Linked DNA regions of Canis lupus: region 1 is linked to region 2. The links are chromatin contacts, called in public Hi-C maps. All regions are on one chromosome and are shown on one strand. Each heading gives the region's core, a stretch centred on a gene start, on an enhancer-like site or on the middle of the called end of the contact. The rest is flanking DNA. Distances are from core to core; before and after follow the strand shown. Region 1 holds the start of CYP20A1 (cytochrome P450 20A1). Region 2 holds the start of WDR12 (ribosome biogenesis protein WDR12).

Region 1 (3,135 bases), core at 266-2,765, 300 kb before region 2:
CTGGGGACGCCTGGGTGGCTCAGAGGTTCAGCCTCTGCCTTCCGCTCAGGGCGTGATCCTGGAGACCCGGGATCGAGTCCCACGTCGGGCTCCCTGCATGGAGCCTGCTTCTCCCTCTGCCTGTGTCTCTGCCTCTCTCTCGGTCTCTCATGAACAAACAAAATCTTAAAAAAAAAAAAAAAAAAAGATACTGGAGGCTCCGGATTGTGTAGTTGCAACATTCCAACCTAATCCGTTTACCAGCTCTGAGAAGAACTCTTAAGAAGGCGCCCGGTCACCATCAGTGATGCTTTGGCCTGTTCAGCTGCTTCACAGCTCTTTCCACAAAAACACCCGCTTGTTTCGCAGACGGGTTAAGAAACGACTGCTCACCTACCAGCTCCTTTCTTTCTCAGAATCACCCTCTGAGGCTGACAGAGGCAAGCAGAGAAAAAAAGGCTAGAAGGAGGTTCAGAGCTGAGGCAGTCGCCACGTCAAGCTCACAAGCTCGCGCACTAACGCACGGCAATGCTCGCTCCGCCGCTCCATTGGCTTCTGAGGCTCCGTGAAGAGCAAGACCCATCTGGGCCTTAAGGACTTTGGATTTCAATAACAACAGATGGAAAGTCGGATGGAAAGGCAGGAGCCGCAAAAAAAAAAAAAAAAAAAAAAAAAAAAAAAAAAAAAAGCTGGGGGAAATCCTTTGAAAGGATCAAAGCATCCTCAAATTTCCTCGCAGACATACTGGAAAATGGAATTTGGGTTTGGCGTCGTTATTGCCAAAAAGCCACCCAAAAAGTACTTCTCGGGACGCCTGGGTGACTCTGGTTTAGCGCCTGCCTTCAGCCCAGGGCGTGACCCTGGAGACCCGGGATCGGGTCCCGCGTCGGGCTCCCTGCATGGAGGCAGCTTCTCCCTCTGCCTGTGTCTCTGCCTCTCTCTCTCTCCCTGTGTCTCATGAATAAATAAATAAAATCTTAAAAAAAAAAAAAAAAGTACTTCTCGCGGAGGGTGTAGCAGAGGCGAGGCAATTCCGGGGGCGGGGAGGCAGGACCTAAGAACGCGGACAGCCGCGCGCCCCGCCACCTCGAGACGCCCGAGGGGTCTTCGAGCAGCGGGCGCCGCTCAACCCCCAGGGCTGCCCGCGCGCATGCGCACCCGCGGGGCGTCCCTGGCTCCGGAGCAGCCCCCGCGCCAAGCGGGAGCTGGAGCGGGAACCCACCGCCCTCGGGCCCGCCCCCCTGCGGCCCGCTGAGCGCAGAGCGACGTGCAGACGGGAAGCACAGAGGCCCGGGCGGCGGCTAGAGCCCCCGAGGCCGAGACGGCGGTTACCGGGTAGAGGTAGAGCACCGCTGCCACCAACGCCAGCAGGAAGGTAACGGCGAAGATTGCAAAATCCAACATGGTTCTTCCTGCCGGGAGCCACGTCTCGGATCCGACACTCGGGCAGCGGCGCCTCGGCCTGGCTCGCTCTGCGGAATGGGGCGAGTGGGCGGAGGCGCCCGGGGCGACCTGCGAGCCGATGGGCCGCCGGGGGGAAGGGGCCGGGAGGGGCGGGGCGGGCGGGGAGAGCAATGGGCCGCGGGGGGGCGGGGCCTGGAGGGGCGGGGCGGGCGGAGAGAGCAATGGGCCGCGGGGGTCGGGGCCTGGAGGGGCGGGGCGGGCGGAGAGAGCAATGGGCCGCGGGGGGGCGGGGCCTGGAGGGGGCGGGCGGGGAGAGCAATGGAGCGCCTGGGGAGAGGGGGCGGGGCGGGCGGGGAGAGCAATGGGCCGCGGGGGGTGCGGGGCCTGGAGGGGGCGGGCGGGGAGAGCAATGGGCCGCGGGGGGGGGCGGGGCCTGGAGGGGGCGGGCGGGGAGAGCAATGGAGCGCTGGGGGGCGGGGCCGGGAGGGGGCGGGGAGAGCAATTGGCCGCGGGGGGGAGGGGCCTGGAAGGGGCGGGCAGGGAGAGCAATGGAGCGCCGGGGGGCGGGGCCGGGAGGGGGCGGGGAGAGCAATGGGCCGCGGGGGGGCGGGGCCTGGAGGGGGCGGGCGGGGAAAGCAATGGGCCGCGGGGAGGGGCGGGGCCGGGAGGGGGCGGGCGGGGAGAGCAATGGAGCGCCGAGCTCGTGCGGCGGGGCTGCAGCCACACCCCAGGGCGGAGGTGGCGGAGGACGGAAAGCGCCGTCGGGGCTTCTAAGACACGTTAGGAGTTACCGTCGCTCTGCCCCGACCAACACGTGTCCCCGGGGGATTTAAGATGAAAACCCGTAAACCGGAGAGCCTCGCGCTGTGCTCCCCGGAACGACCGCAGCTCCCGCGGCGGCGGGGAGCTTGCTAGGCACGCCGAGTCCTCTGCGCAGGCGCAGACCTGCAGGGCCGAGCCTCGGGGCGCGAGAGGGTCGCCCTCGGGTGGCTTCAGCGCCGTTTCCCGCGCCTGCACCGCGAGGCGCCCCACTGCCAAGCGCCGTCGGAGGCGCCTTGTTCGAAAAAGAGTTTACAGGAAGGGCTGATACATGTGATCCGCGACCCTTCGTCCTGGGTGAAGGCAGCGAATTGCTCAGTGATGGGGGACGTCCCTTAGCGTCCGTAACCTCGAATTTTGTAAGTCGAACTTGCAAGTGCTTCGTGGGAAACAACGGAAATGATTCCGCGCAGAGATGCCTGCGGGAACAAATCGGGTAATTTAGAGAAGTACTTCGAGCTCCTGGCAGAAGGCTCCTTAGTATTGCGCTCTAGTTCTGAGCATAAAAATGCACCAGGATCCGTCTCCTGTTTACGGGACTCAAGTTTTGATATCAGTAACGCAAGACAAATATTTACGGGCGCTCCGTCTATTGAACGCCTCCTGAAAGTATAGATTTTATACTTTTAACGGTATAAAATCTGTCTCTCACACACAAAGGCAACAATTAGGTAAGAGAAATCTTTTGAGATTGCATTTTAGAACATCTGTGATAAACGACAGTCCTGTATTTTTTTTTCTAAGGTTTTATTTATTCATGAGAGAGAGAAGCAGGCTCCATGCAGGGAGCCCGATGCGGGACTCGATCCTGGGGCCCCAGGGTCACGCCCTGGGCCGAAGGCGGCGCTAACCGCTGGGCCACCCGGGCTGCCCGACAAACGACGGTCCTTAAACATGAGGCCTATCTCCTTAAAAGTGCCTACTCTTTTGGCG
Region 2 (3,285 bases), core at 168-2,667:
TGAAAACTCAAAAAAATCACTTAGGATCAAAGGAGAATGTTTAAAACTGTCAAATTTCTTTCCCATCTATCCAAGTCAGAAAACATGGATTAAATAGCAAGACTTCAGTTAAGAAAGTGTTTCAAGCTTCAGGTGATCTAAATTATTTAAGGCACACGATTCTCACCATTACGATGAGTCACGTGGTTAAATGACCACGTTTTAGATTACAGGTTCTATTTGCAAGCCCAGTCCTTCCTTTCCTAGGTAGGACTGCAGCAACGAGGGGTTTTTGTTGGTTTGTTTTGTTTTTTATTTCTCGAACCATGAGGCTACTTTCTCGTATTTGTTCACGTTGGCAAAGTTCCTAGTCAAACTGACATCTCAATGATAATGATGGTGATAAACTAAATATTTATTACGTGGCATTTAATTCTCGCAGTGACCCAAGTGTAGCACAGAGAGGTTAATAACTAGCTGAGGCATTCCGGTTCCAGAGCCCGCATTCTAAAAAAAAAAAAAAAAAAAAAAAAAAAAAAAAAATAGGTGAGTGAACTGAAAATAGTCCCACTTTCACTATCATTGCTTTCCAATAAAAGATTACTTTTCGCTTGCAATTGTTTAAATACCTCCGCGTAGGCTCTGGTTGATTTAAATACCAGGTGCCTACTTCACTGCAGCGCATCTTTAAGCAACGTGAAGGAAGAAGGCTTTCCTTGTCTTCACCTGCACACTAGACCGCTCTGCCCACAAATTCTGCAGTCCAGTTCTGCCTAATTCTAAAATGCTGTCTCTTGAAGTCCCCTACTTGCGGCTTTTTTTTTTTTTTTTTTTTGGGCGAACGACTTAAAAAGTGACTTTGAGATCTACATGGTATCTCTCCATCCATCCTCCCACAGCGAAACTAAATTCAAATTAGGGTTAACTCTCCGGACCATTTCAAGTCAGGCAGAGGCCTTTTAGGGAACTTCAAGACTTGGAGGGGGGAGGAGGGGGGGATCAAAAAGCGTAGGAGAATGTAGAGGAGGACGACTTCTAACCATAAAATATAAAAGAGCTCATAAAGAGGGGGGGATTTAAAAAAAAAAAGGAAAAAAATAAAAAATAAATTAAAAAAAAAAGGAAGAAAAAAAAAAAAAAACAACCACCCTAATAAGCGGGGCTCCTGGATGCGCAAAGGACCACACACCGGGCGCTCCCGCCCCGGGGGTCCAGGCGCGTCTCGGCGGCGGCGGCGCATCCCAGGGCTCGTCAACCCTCCTCCAGGCACCTAACCTCCACCTTCTGCAGCCTGCCTCCCCGAGGCCCACAGCGCGGCCCCGGGAGGGGAGGAGCGGGCCTCAGCGCGTGGGGCCCCCGGGCGGCCCCGAGGCGGGGCGCGGACCGCACCACCCGGGCCCGACGGCGGCGGGGGGCGGGGGCCAGCGGCGGCTCCGGAGCGCGGGTCAGGAGGTGATGGGAGGAGGCGGAAGGAAAGAAATGGGGGTTGGGAGGCAGCGTCCAGTCCGCGGGCGCGGACAGCTCGGCCAAACCTCCGACTCCTCCAGTCCCGCCGCCTCTGAGAGCCCCACAGGGCGAGGAGGGAAGTCCACAAGCTGCCGGAGCAGAGGGGAGAAAATTCAAAACGAGTCTACTCAACCTCGTCTTGGCTCCGAGGCCCTGCCATGGAGACCAGCACAATGCGCAGGCGCATCCTTCTGAGAGCGCGCAGCGCAGGACTGTGAGACTAGACCACTATCGGCCACCGTCGTCCGTTTCCTTTTCGAGTCTCGTCTTCGCGTTCCTGACTCCCACCTGCGTCTAGAGAGAGCCTGAAGCTACAGCGGCGGGAGCCCTCGGGAAGTCTCGGGAGAGTGAGGTTCCGATTGGGAATATACGTAAAGACACAAAGCCTGAAAGCCTTTGGTAAATGAAAGCTGAAGGCAGAGGCAGTATAATAGATATCTGGCTGGAGTTGGAAAAGTTTAATGCAAATAAAATATCGTGAGGGCAGCATGGCAAAAAAAAAAAAGACTACAATTCCCAGTGGCTAAGCGTCTGAGAAGCGCTGCATTCTGGGAGTGGTAGTGTCTAGAAAGTGTGCTTGAGGTATCGGGTCTGAAGATAACCTCTTAAAATTAAAAAGGGAGAGAGAAACAGTTTGCACTGGGCCCTCCTGTATCTTCAGAATCGATCACAGGCCTAAATACGGTAAAGGAAAAGTAAAATTAGGGACACTCTGCCTTTAAGACTATGCTTCGCCAATCGATGATTCCTAAATCTGGGAATCGGTAGTTGATATTTGTGGGCTGGGCCTCTGGTGTCAGACCGGCCTCGTGGTTGGCTCCGGGCTCAGGAGGCCCGTTCGGACCGCATCTCCTCGCGTACCTGTGCGAGCTAATTTTGAGCTGCTTCTTCTTCTTTTTTTTTTTTTTTGTAGTCTTAAGAGACCGGCTCGCCTGTTGTCTGACCATTCCCCCTTACGCTTCCGTAGACAAGTCTCGTGCGCGCTCCTCGCCATGGCCCAGCTCCAGACACGCTTCTTCACTGACAACAAGAAGTAAGCACCCTTTGCCTCTCCTCTTCGCCTCCCTAGGATCCTTTCCAAGAGCTCCTTCCGTATGACTTTGTGAAGCCTCGGTTGTCTTTGCTCTCAGTTTTCCTCCGCTCCCCCCACCCCCCCTTTACTCCCCTCCACTGTATTCCTGGCTTCTGCGAGTTTTCGGCTTAATTGAAAGTTCTGCCTTTCCGGGATTTCCCGGGGATGGATCCCTGCGATCACTGATCCCTTTTTTTTTTTTTTTTTTTTTGCCCAGCTTCTCAGGCTCATCAGTGTATGATTTGAATTGCGAGTGTAGAGGGATCTGAAGGGCTTCGGGTTTGCTTCCCCACGTACATCTCCTTAAGAATGAACAATGGACCTGGTCGGTACAGGCTGCCGGCTAGTGGTGTTTCACAGTTTCTGAACACACAGGTTTATTTGGAGGAGGTAATAGACGATGCTTTTCTAAACCAGGCTGGAAAGTGGAGTTCTGAATAGCCGTTTGGCAGAACTGGTTTTGGATAAGAATGTTAAGTCGGGGAACCCTGGGTGGTTCAGTGGTTTAGCACCACCTTCCTCCCGGGGCGTGATCCTGGAGACCCGGGATCCAGCCCGGCGTCGGGCTCCCTGCATGGAGCCTGCTTCTCCCTCTGCCTGTGTCTCTGCCTCTCTCTCGTGTCTTTCATGAATAAATAAATAAAATCTTAAAAAAAAAAAGGATGCAAAGTCAATTCAGTTACAGTTTGTGTATTTATATACATACTTAGACATGTATGTGTATTTAT

The links. Hi-C and Micro-C count contacts between places; a contact is called where the count stands out from the background.
Region 1: a Hi-C map of blood shows a contact between it and region 2, with 3 times the contacts expected there. The contact joins the promoter of CYP20A1 here to the promoter of WDR12 in region 2. A contact is called at or near these places in 2 of 9 Hi-C or Micro-C datasets (both in blood).

What each region holds. Positions count from the first base shown.
Region 1 is chr37:11,941,770-11,944,904 of UU_Cfam_GSD_1.0, reverse strand. It overlaps CYP20A1 (cytochrome P450 20A1), which reads right to left and starts at 1,515. Exons shown (of 12, transcript XM_038585486.1): 1 at 1,312-1,515. The coding sequence starts at 1,383.
Region 2 is chr37:11,643,899-11,647,183 of UU_Cfam_GSD_1.0, reverse strand. WDR12 (ribosome biogenesis protein WDR12) reads left to right here and starts at 1,417. Exons shown (of 14, transcript XM_038585435.1): 1 at 1,417-1,884; 2 at 2,453-2,518. The coding sequence starts at 2,478. It overlaps CARF (calcium-responsive transcription factor), which reads right to left and starts at 1,762. Exons shown (of 18, transcript XM_038585420.1): 1 at 1,619-1,762.